Linked DNA regions of Mus musculus: regions 1 and 3 are each linked to region 2. Evidence: chromatin contacts called from public Hi-C and promoter capture Hi-C data. All regions are on one chromosome and are shown on one strand. The core of a region is the stretch at or near the end of the contact, and the rest is flanking DNA. Distances in the headings are between cores, read along the strand shown.

The links. A called contact is a pair of places that touch in the nucleus more often than the background predicts. Capture Hi-C pulls out chosen DNA fragments and counts their contacts.
Region 1: a Hi-C map of liver shows a contact between it and region 2, with 2.1 times the contacts expected there. The contact joins the promoter of Abcc2 here to the enhancer-like site in region 2. A contact is called at or near these places in 1 of 484 Hi-C or Micro-C datasets (liver), 4 of 115 datasets of contacts at active chromatin or transcription factors (bone marrow-derived macrophages, embryonic stem cells, extraembryonic endoderm stem cells and 1 more) and 3 of 9 other capture datasets (adipose tissue, liver and pancreatic islet).
Region 3: a contact with region 2 is called in a promoter capture Hi-C map of liver. The contact joins two enhancer-like sites. A contact is called at or near these places in 1 of 15 datasets of contacts at CTCF or cohesin (the NIH/3T3 cell line), 2 of 484 Hi-C or Micro-C datasets (embryonic stem cells and liver), 3 of 115 datasets of contacts at active chromatin or transcription factors (embryonic stem cells and intestinal villus epithelium) and 3 of 9 other capture datasets (adipose tissue, liver and pancreatic islet).

The regions. Positions count from the first base shown.
Region 1 is chr19:43,780,273-43,783,685 of GRCm38.p6, reverse strand. It overlaps Abcc2 (ATP-binding cassette, sub-family C (CFTR/MRP), member 2), which reads right to left and starts at 1,378. Exons shown (of 32, transcript NM_013806.2): 1 at 1,253-1,378. The coding sequence starts at 1,282.
Region 2 is chr19:43,891,806-43,895,552 of GRCm38.p6, reverse strand. All of the region lies in intron 4 of Dnmbp (dynamin binding protein), which reads left to right. Among named protein-coding and RNA genes, the nearest start is that of Gm50217, 27 kb to the left of the region's middle. Within about 2 kb of position 1,287, at least 63 of the 459 cell types and tissues checked have an H3K27ac peak or open chromatin away from gene starts, as enhancers often do. A contact at or near this core is called in embryonic stem cells, intestinal villus epithelium, liver and 2 more, where this site is marked.
Region 3 is chr19:43,811,407-43,814,992 of GRCm38.p6, reverse strand. It overlaps Abcc2 (ATP-binding cassette, sub-family C (CFTR/MRP), member 2), which reads right to left. Exons shown (of 32, transcript NM_013806.2): 14 at 2,478-2,562; 15 at 1,737-1,803; 16 at 179-305. Among named protein-coding and RNA genes, the nearest start is that of Gm10768, 26 kb to the left of the region's middle. Within about 2 kb of position 1,607, at least 13 of the 459 cell types and tissues checked have an H3K27ac peak or open chromatin away from gene starts, as enhancers often do. A contact at or near this core is called in intestinal villus epithelium and liver, where this site is marked.

The DNA of each region.
Region 1 (3,413 bases), core at 129-2,628, 110 kb after region 2:
CATTTCAGTGTCAAGATAACAATGCACTGTTGGGCAAAAAACATGTTTTAAACAAGAGTTTCATGTAATAAAGAGTCCTTGGAGACGGAGTTGTGTGGACGTAGCAGTTCCTGTATCAGGATCAGACAAAGGTAGATTTTCTTTTTCCATAGATACTTTTAAACAGATCTGTGGGTACTGGTGCTCTAAAGGAAAGGTCAAAGTATCAGACAAGATGATTTGTAGAATTCTAAAAAGAAATTTTCTCTCTGTGTGTGTCTCTCTGTCTGTATCTCTCTGTCTCTATCTCTGTATGTCTCTGTCTCTCTCTTTGTCTCTCTGTGTCTCTGTCTGTCTCTCTCTCCCTCTCTGTTTGTCTCTTTGTCTCTGTCCCTCTCTGTTTCTGTCTCTGTGTCTCTGTCTGTCTGTCTCTCTCTGTGTCTGTCTCCCTCTCTGTCTCTGTTTGTCTCTGTTTGTCTCTGTTTCTTCTTCTTCTTCTTCTTCTTCTTCTTCTTCTTCTTCTTCTTCTTCTTCTTCTTCTTCTTCTTCTTCTTCTCTCTCCTCTCTCTCTCTCTCTTCTCTCTTCTCTCTCTCTCTCTCTCTCTCTCTCTCTCTCTCTCTCTCTCTGTGTGTGTAACAGCCTTGGTTGTCCTAGAATTTGCCTGGTAGACCAAGTTGGTCTTAAACACACAGGGACCTGTCTGCTTCTGTCTCCCAAGTGTTGGGATTAAAGGTGTGTGCCATCATGCCCACCATACCTGACCTTCAAAGGGGATTCTCAAGAGATGATTAGCTACCTTTTAATAGTTTTCATGTCTTGGCCATGAAGGCTTGGGGGCTTAAGTTCTTCCTAACACATTAAGGACTATCTAATGTCTTCCCTGCTCCTCTCAACATTATGGAATTTCACTAATTACATCAGTACATCACCCAAAAGCTCAGACATTTGCCTTCTCTTTTCCTCCTACCCTACAACAATTCCCTTCCTAGGACTGAAGAAAGTGCATTTTTCTTTATTTCTCTGATAAGAGGCTCTTCTGCAGCTAGTCCGAGAAAATCATCTGCAGTGCACTAAGAAAATGCTAAAGAAAAAAAAAAAAAAAAAGGAATGCCTTTCCCACGTGTTATAATCATGTGGCTAAATTAAAATTTCTTTTTCTTAAAAAACAGAACTTTAGGCCAAATAAACCTCTAAATTTACCGGTTCATACCGATAGCCATGCTTGCCTGAGTTTGAGAAGAGGAAACCATGAGAATCAATGTAATTTCTCACCCAAAAAGTAGAGTTGCAGAATTCGTCCATCGTGATTTCCAGGGCACTTCTGTTACGATGACTTTCTATGATTGTCTTGTTTCTTCTTTACCATCTGCCTCAAGGGAAGCAGATGTTAAGGAGCAATGTGCTTTTCCCATCCTCACTGCCCAATTAAAGGCAAGTCTCCTGACCTTTCATCCTGACAACTTAATAGTTAACTTTGCTAGATGAATGCTATGTCATCCCAGTGAGCAGACATGTGACTGGGAATCACCAGATACTGGGAGGCTTATCACTTCTCCAAAGCCCTGCCCCTGTAGTGTGACCAAATCTAGAAAGAACCAATCAGAGACATTAATGCAGTTGGCAGGTCGGAAGTCCAGTACACAACCTATGCATCCCTGCATGTGGGGTTTTACTTCAGTTTGAACTCGGTTAAGAGTTCACAGAGATGTTAAATACCCATACCTCTGATTGTTGTTTTGTCTGGTTTGAGACCAGGTTTCTCTGTGTGGCACTCGCTGTCCTGGATCTCACTCTATAGACCATGGTGGCCTCAAACTCACAGATATCCACCCAAGTCCTGGGATTAAAGGCATGCATCACCATGCCTGGCTCCTCTGAGTTTTTTGATTAAGAACTTATGATAAACATAAAACACGGTTTAAAGTAATATAAACTTTGTTTGAAAAAGTCAAGTTATATCAAAGAGCGAAAGCATTGTGGATCAATGAACATAATTTGAGCAATAAAATGTTAGTCTTATTGGCAGGATTAGGTAGGGTTTTTTTTTTTGGTTGTTGCTTTTTGTTTGTTTGTTTGTTTGTTTGTTTGTTTTTTTCAAGACAGGGTTTCTCTGTATAGCCCTGGCTGTCCTGGAACTCACTCTGTAGACCAGGCTGGCCTCGAACTCAGAAATCTGCCTGCCTCTGCCTCCCGAGTGCTGGGAAAGGCGTGTGCCACCACCGCCTGGCTCTTTTTATTTTCTATTGTATCTTTGTTTTTCCATAATTATCAAGTATTATTTGTGTAGTAGCATTTAAAGGTGCATAACATAAAATATATCATCTTGATGAGTTCTAAGTATATAATTCAGCAGTGCTAAGTGGACTTATATTGTTAACCAATTTCTAGAACTTTTTATCTTGCAAAACTGAAATTTTATGCCAATTGCGCATAGCCTCTCTCCCTCCAGTTAAGACATGCTGTTTTGTTGGTAATAGAAACAATTCATATATTCTTTACTTATCTTGGGTTTTTTTTTTTTTTTTGGTTTTGTTTTGTTTTCTTTTGGGGACACAATCTCAATGTGGAACCCTGGAACTCATTTTGTAGGTCAGGCTGGGCTGGAACTCACGGAGATCTGCCTGCCTGTGTCTTCTGAGCACCACCACACCTGACTTATATTCTTGTTTATTCAAATAAGACATTATAAATGAGTTTTGCTATTCAGCTTCAGAATTAAACTTGTGTTTGTGTTGATTGCAAAACCAGTTGCAAAAAAACATAATCCTTCAGTCTGTGATGTTTGCCATGTCAGCAGGCATGTCTTCACTCAGGATGTTCTAATTAAAAGGAGATCTGAAGATATTCAGCGCATCACATTTTCACTTTCTGCTAGCGAAATATAACATAAAAAAATAGAAACATATTTATTTTTCTAAACTGAGGGATTTGCTACATTTGTCACAGTCCTAAGCCAGAAAAAAACCAGTGGTACTCCCCAGAGGCATTTAAACTCAGTAGATACTTTCATAACTGATGGTTCCATTGAGGCGAGAGCAATAGCTACTGGACTTTAGAATGGTGTCGATTTCTGATGGAAGGGAGGGCATTCAGTAAAAAAAAAAAAAAAAAAAAAAAAAAAAAGCTGAGTGTGTCAAAAAATTTCTGAAGTGGTGATAAATTGTGGCCATGAAAATTTCACAACTCTTTGAAGAAAGAAGAATTTGTCTTTTGGACTTTTTGAATGGCTGCGTTTGCTTTGATCAGGAAAATGTGGCAGGGATGATCCTGGGTAAAGAATCAAGCCCAGACCCTAGAGCACGCGTGTCTTTCTCATTGCCTTCACTTCATTTCCTGAAATGTGATAGCGAACTACCAAAAGATTAGATACCGGGGGGGGGGGGGGGGGACGACGACACAGATCGAACAGAGAGAGATTGCGTAATTCATCTTG
Region 2 (3,747 bases), core at 38-2,537:
TAAGTCAAACTAATTTGTACTTTTTAAAAAATATTTTTGCTTTTAAAAAAAAAAGATTTATTTATTATTATATCTAAGTACACTGTAGCTGTCTTTTAGATACACCAGAAGAGGGCGTCAGATCTCATTACGGATGGTTGCGAGCCATCATGTGGTTGCTGGGATTTGAACTCAGGACCTTCGGAAGAGCAATCGGTGCTTTTAACCACTGAGCCATCTCTCCAGCCCCCCCCCCTTTTTTTTGGTTTAAGATGATGAACGTTTGTGTAGAGCCAGGGTGTCCCCCAGGGGAAGAATGTTTCCTTAGGTGCTTCAAGGCCCTTCATTCAATCCTGGTATCATCCCCACCAAGGAGTAAAAGAATTTAAGACAGTAATAATCTTTCCCTTTTTCTCGTCGGTGCACAGGAAGAGAGTAAGTACCCTTCACCCACGTGGCATCTGCCCCAGGGTGTTGGCTCAGAACAAATGACCTCGGCTAAGTCAACCGGGTTTTATCCTGGTACAAAGCAGCAAACATAGTCTGAGCCTATGAACAGTCTGTCCGTTCAGAAGAGTAGCGAGTTCTTCCTTCCAGGGCTGATGGGTTCATGGAACTTAGGATTGTTTATTTGATTATGATTGATCGGTGAGTCACAGTTCTTCGCAGTTTGTAGGGTGACTTTGCACACACTTTATTTCCTCATGTTCAGGGTCAGGCAAAGGGTGGGAAATTTCAGTAAGACCCAGGTACTTCAGAGATTATGGACTCCCTGAGGGTGCCCTGTCCAGCCCAACCTACTACAGGCAGCTGTGTTGAATAAGTCGGAACCACACTGCTGGTGCTGTCTCTCTCTCTCTCTCTCTCTCTCTCTCTCTCTCTCTCTCTCTCTCTCTCTCTCTCTCTCCTCTCTCTCTCTCTCTCTCTCTCTCTGTGTGTGTGTGTGTGTGTGTGTGTGTGTGTGTGTAGAGGCCAGAGGTCAAGGACAAATTGCCGACGTTGTTTTCTCTTTCTACCTTTGTGGGTTTGGGAGACTGAGCCCAGGTTATCGGGCTTGGCAGCAAGCACCTAAGCTAGCTTACCAGCCTCCCACCCCCTCTTCTGAAATTTAAAAATTATGTTCATGTATGTGTGCCCTGGCATGTGGGTGGAGGTCAGGGGACAACTTTCCCGAGTCAGTTCTCGACTTCAGCCTTGCCGGGTTGAATTCAGTTAACAGATTGGTTGGCAGCCGCCTTTCCCTGCTGAGCTAGCCCCCGCCTCTCCCCATTTTTAAATAGTATCTCACACGTAGCTCTAGCAGGTCTCAAGTTTCAGGATCCACCCTCCTCCCAGCATCACCTGCTGCAGTTAGTACAGCGGGATAGCACAGTGCCCAACTAGAGTGATTAATCTTTTTATTGTTTTGCTTTGTTCTTAACTCTGAGTCTCCCTATGTATCCCTGGCTGGCCTAAAACTTGCTGTGTAGACCAGGCTGCCACAAACTCCCCAGTGCTGGGATAAAAGGTGTGTGTCTTTCTGAAAAGGAAATTAACCTTTGTTTTTAGTTGGATTAGAAATAAGCAAGATCATTGGATTTTAGACTTAGAAGCAGAGAGACCATCAATGTCCTCATTTCACACATAAGAAAGTAACCGCTGGGGCCGTGGAGATGTCTTAGCAGTTAACACGGGTTGCTCTGGAAGGGGATCCAAGGTCTGTTTTTAGCAGCTACATGATGGCTGGAGAGCATGGGTGTCTACACTCAAGGACACATGCTCAACAGAGACACACGGGTATACAGGATCTTAAAAATAAAGTAAATCAGAGAGAGAGAGAGAGAGAGAGAGAGAGAGAGAGAGAGAGAAAAGAGAAGAGAAGAGAAGAGAAGAGAAGAGAAGAGAGGAGAGGAGAGGAGAGGAGAGGAGAGGAGAGGAGAGGAGAGGAGAGGAGAGGAGAGGAGAGGAGAGGAGAGGCAGGCTGGCAGGCAGGCAAATAGCCAGATGTAGTGGCAAATTCCTTTAATCCCAGGACTCAAGAGACAGAGGCGGAAAGATTTCAGACTAGCCTGGTCTACATAGCGAGACCCTGCCTCAAAAATAAAAATAAAAACAGCTTCGTTGTCTGGTGAGTTCTCTATAGATGTTGCCGTTGTTTTGCATAAAGTTGTCCTGGTAAATAGTGTTACCGGTTTGGTGAGCAAATCGCTGTCTCAACTTTAGAGATTGCTGACTCGGTTAGCACAGCAGTCCTGTGTGCTCCTGTGGGGATCTGGATGGCGGTGTACTGGGGGGTCAGGGGGAGCAGCTGCCTTGTGTGGGGAGGTCATGTAAGTCAAGACTGGAGATGAGGGTGTGGCAGTGTAGGCAGGAGAGCATTCGTTGCTGAACTGCACCATGGGAGAATGGTAATGTGGTAAAATGTCCATGTTAGGTGTGACTGGTTTTATCCGGTGCATGATGTCAAGCAGACCTGGCTTCATGTAGCAGTGTATGCGATCATAGCCAAGTTATTCCAGCACCCAGAGTCTCATGGAGCTCACACTGGCTTTGAACTTGCTGTTTAGCCAGGATGACTTTGAACTCCAATCTGCCTGCCAAGTGCTGGAATTAGAGCCATTCCTCACCATATCCAACTGGATTATTGCTTTATGTGTGGTAAAAATAATAATAACTGCTTGCTTACATTGAAGGATAGTGAAAGTCAAACTCGACTTCTTTTTTGACTTCTAGCACCATAGCTTGTACATGCATGTTCATGTTCACTCAATTGCACACATACACACATGTACCCAGGCACACACATATATACACATGCACACAGGCATACACACATATGCACATGCACACAGGCATACAACATATACATGTGCACACAGGCACACAACATATACACATGCACACAGGTATACAACTTATACATGTACATACACACATGCACCCAGGCACACACATATATGCACATGTACACAGGCACACAACATATACATGTGCATACACACATATACCGAGGCACACACACATATGCACATGCACATAGGCACACACACACACTGAAGTCAGAATGGCTGGGACTGTCACTGCTGCTGATGGAAAGATTCATGAGAAGGAAACGTATGGGCTGAATCTCAGGGGGAGACCAGAAGTTTTGATGAACTAAAGAGAATCCCATAATGGGCAAAACCCAAGCATGGTGTCACAGGCCTGAAAACTGAACTTACTCAATAGGGTGAGGAAGGAGGCTTATAAATTCAAAGACTGTATGGGCCACAGAGTGAGTTCAACACCAGCCTATGCACCTTAGTGAGCCCCTTTCTCAAAACGAGAGGAGGCAGCGTGATGCTGCACACCTTTAACCTCAGGAGGTAGAGAGAGGACTCCGGGAGTTTGAGGCCAGCCTGGTCTACTCATCGAGTTCCAAGACTGTCAGAGCTATACAGATGTCTGTCTCAAGCAACAACAACAAAATCAAAGGGAAGACTGGAGATCCAGATTAGTAACTGCGTGCTTGCCTGGTGTGTATGTATCACAAGCCAGCAAAGGAAGGCACCCAGGGTTTTTAAGAACCCATCTAGGAAGTTGTGAGGGAAAAGTAGAACTGAGGGCTGCCAGAGCTGGAAGATTCCGAGGAGTCACGGAGGCCATCTTGTAGATGGACCAGCTGACTCCTGAAGGGAATGTGCAGTTTATAGGTAAGAGGATGAACACTGAATTAAGGACAGGGCACACTACTCCAGTCTCTCAGAGTTCTTCACACCACTCTAACACTACGAGTTAGAAAAAGCTAAA
Region 3 (3,586 bases), core at 358-2,857, 81 kb after region 2:
GCTCATTAAAACTTCAGAGCCTTAGGTTCTTTCCCCAGAGTCTGATTGTATAAGACTGGAGTGAGGCAGAACATCTACAGTTCACAGTCGAATCAGATGTCTCTAAGAGCCAAATAAGGAAACCGCACTAAGGCCTGCGTTTGGGGTCGCGAGTTTTCTCCATTACACTTCCACTCACCTTGATGGTGATATGCCCATGGACATTCTCCATTTCTCCCAGCATGGCTGATATCAAAGAGGACTTCCCAGAGCCTACAGTGCCCACCACAGCCACCAGTTGGCCTGGTTTTATGTCCAGGTTCACACTGAAAGAGAGAAATGTTTTTGAAGGATGTGGGTGGGTGGGGGGCAGTCGTTCAAGGCATTTCTCTGACTCTTTATGAAATCTCATTTTAGATAACTTTCCCATCAAGACTAGAGACTTCGCCGTGAGTGTATGAGACCCTCAAGTGCATCTTTATTATTGCTAAGTTCCAAGACACTGAAGGATGCGTTCCTTTTATCAGACTCATCAAAGAAGTTCCTACTCAAGGGGCAATTGCAACTGTACATGTTTCCCTAGAGGGGAAAAGTTCTCATTTGAACATTTGAACGGCATCCTCTCAGGAGCCTCGACACCTGATTTGGTTCAGGTCTCGACTCCGATACTGTGGGGTCGGGCAGTTCTGACAGGTCACTTTCTTTGGACCAAGGTTTTGCTTTTAAAGTAGCAAAGTTGGATTTTTGCTTCTACACTAAACTCGTTATTTAATGCTTCTCAAATGTATTTGTTCTATGATCTTGCTGAAAGCAAATTCCCTTCCCTAACCCTAACCCTGAAGATCAGACCTCTGTGGCTGGGGACAGGTGTGGCTGGGGACACTGAGTTAGAATCCCAGGGACTCTTTGTGCCTGCTTAACTATTTGAGTTCAGAATGCACTTGGAACATCGGAAAGCTGTCACATAGTCTTTCCCAACCTGCTCTGGACGGCAGCAGTGAAGTGGGAACTGTGTCTGGTTTCCTCTCTACAAAGGAAAGCTTTTGGCTGGGAGGGCTAGAGCAGTGCCTTTTGCTCTGACTGACCCTGGTGCTGACCCTAGAGTGCACTCGAAGGCTACAGGAATAGGAGAGAGGGTAGGAAGTCATGGAGTTCGTTACTTGGGACGAAACAACACACAGTTTCTGAATTGGAAGGCACCCATAGCTGGAGTGAATGGTGGTTCTGGAGTCCAAAATGGGGTGGGCTTAACTGGTTCTCTATATACAACAGCACGCAAGAATGAGTTGGTTATAGTAGTGAACAGGAGTAGTCTACAGTAGCTTAGCCCAGACGGGACTCAAAGTAAGGATCCCTTTGCATGAGCCTCCTGGCTTCAGAGACGGCAGGTGTGTACAGCCACACCCACGTCTGACATCTACAGCAATGGTTCCCATTGCCTAGACTGGGGAGAAAAGCCAGATTCTAAAGTTCACGAAGTGCGTGCACTTTCTCCACCTAGTATCTGGAGGAACAAAGGTCTTCATGGATTTTTTTTTTTTTTTAACTGAAGACACGTGTACGAAAGCCGATAGAAGACAGAGTCATGGGGAAAGGCGAGGGACCTTTACTCTCGGCTCACCCCTCCAGGGCAGAGCCTAAACTAGTATCCAGGTGAGTACAACATACAGTCTTTTCTGGTGTTCCACTGAATAGAGTCTTCTGAGAACAGGGTAGGATCCTGAGGAAGAGCTGGAAAGCAAGGGGATCGAACTCACTCTTGGATTGTGGCTTCCAAGTCCCGGTCCCAAGTAAAAGAGGCTTCTGAGAACTGCACAGCTTTATCTATTGAGAGGAGGGGAAAAGCCTTCTCTTTTAGTGACATGCCGGTACTGGAGTGACTGTCCGTCTTTCCTTAGCCCATGTGTCTCTGATTCATCTATCAGCCCCCGCAATCACCTCTGTTAGGTGCTGAGCTTATTATACTAGCAGGAGGCAATGAACCTAAACTTGGAAACTCAAATTCTTTGGACCTCTAGATGCCCTGGCCATCCCAACCCCAGCCCCAATACCCCCACATCTCCACCCCCACCCTTCCCCCAGCCCTCTGTTACCTAATCTTCCACGTGAGTTCTATATCCTTATTTGAGCCCTCCGTGTTTTGGACTCCAGGGCCACTGCTCTGGCAATGGATGCCTTACAATTCAGAACCCTCATGTTCTGTTATCCCAAGTTACCTTCCCCATCCCCACACTTGGCTCTAGTCTGAGTTCTGTTTCCTGGGTCCCTTGCAGGACTCCCTGCTTATCTCCAAATAGCTGTTTTGCTTAGAAATCTGGCTAAGTACTTATCTTTAAGTGAGAACATAGTTTGTACTGTTTATTATACAAGACAAATCAATTCAGAATGGATCTCCTAGCTCTTCCTTTTCATTGGTTGCTGTGCTTAAGCCCTGCCTATAAGTAGTCTGCTTCTAGCACTGTGAATAATTTGTGGAAATAACTTCCAAATTTGTTTACCAAAATGGCAGACATGGCGAATGGCAGACAAGTCCAGATCATCGCTTCCCAGGTACTGCTCCAGCCGGTCTACAGAGACGCTGGCCTAGAGAAGGTCACAGAAAACAGTGAGGAATAAGAAAATTTGGTAACATAGCCAACACAAATCGGACTCCATGTTTTGTGTAGTTGCTTTGGTTTGATTTGGTTTTTCATGAAACTGGGTGGGAAGGGAGATGGGAGAGAATCTGGAAGGAGTTGGGGGAGGGGAAAATATACTCAAGTTCTATTATATGAAAAATTCAAATAAATAAAACATCACTTAATAAAGAGTTGCCCTTATGGAAATAAAACTAAGGGGAAGAAAGGATTTTTGACTTTGTCATTAGCCATGACTTTGCCACAATTGGAACCTCCTGACCACTACCACAGACTCAACTGTACCTTAGCCCTGCAAGCAATCCCACACCTTAGACAGAGTATATAAAGACAGTATATCAGCTTTCAGAGACTCAGGTAATTTAACTCTCTTGCAATTTCTCTTTAAACTTTGGACTTATTTCCAGAAACGTTCTACCACCTTCTTCTGTGACAGAGCCCTAACTTATACCTCCTTCTGGTACTGGAACCTCAGTCTTGGCCCTATTCGATGGAGTCTATGTCTCGATGAAGCATCCAAATGAATGCGAGCCGGCACCAAAGCCCAGTGTTCTGCTCTTGTCACCAGTGTCCCATCTGTACGTCGGGCTTCCTCTTGAGGTCTAGTCCCTGGTAACTAGGTACTCAGTGACTATGGTAAGGCTTCAGAATATAAGACAGTGCTTCAGGCTCATGCAAGCTTTATGAACTCAGCCTGAGGCTCTCAAACTTATTACCACATAGATTCATTCAAAGCCAGAGTCCTTTCTCTTCTTGCGCCATATTTACTCAACGCTATGTCAATATCTCCTTCTCTTTAGATAAACAGGTGATAAACTAGTCTAGGAAAGTGGCTCTGAGCAGGTGGCAGGTGTAATATTAATGGTCTCACTGAATGTCTCTGTAAGATCATCTCCTGTGAAGTGAATGAGGTCAGGATGAAGATCTGCCTTTTAGCCAGAGAGACAAATAAACTGGGGCTCAGAGAGCTT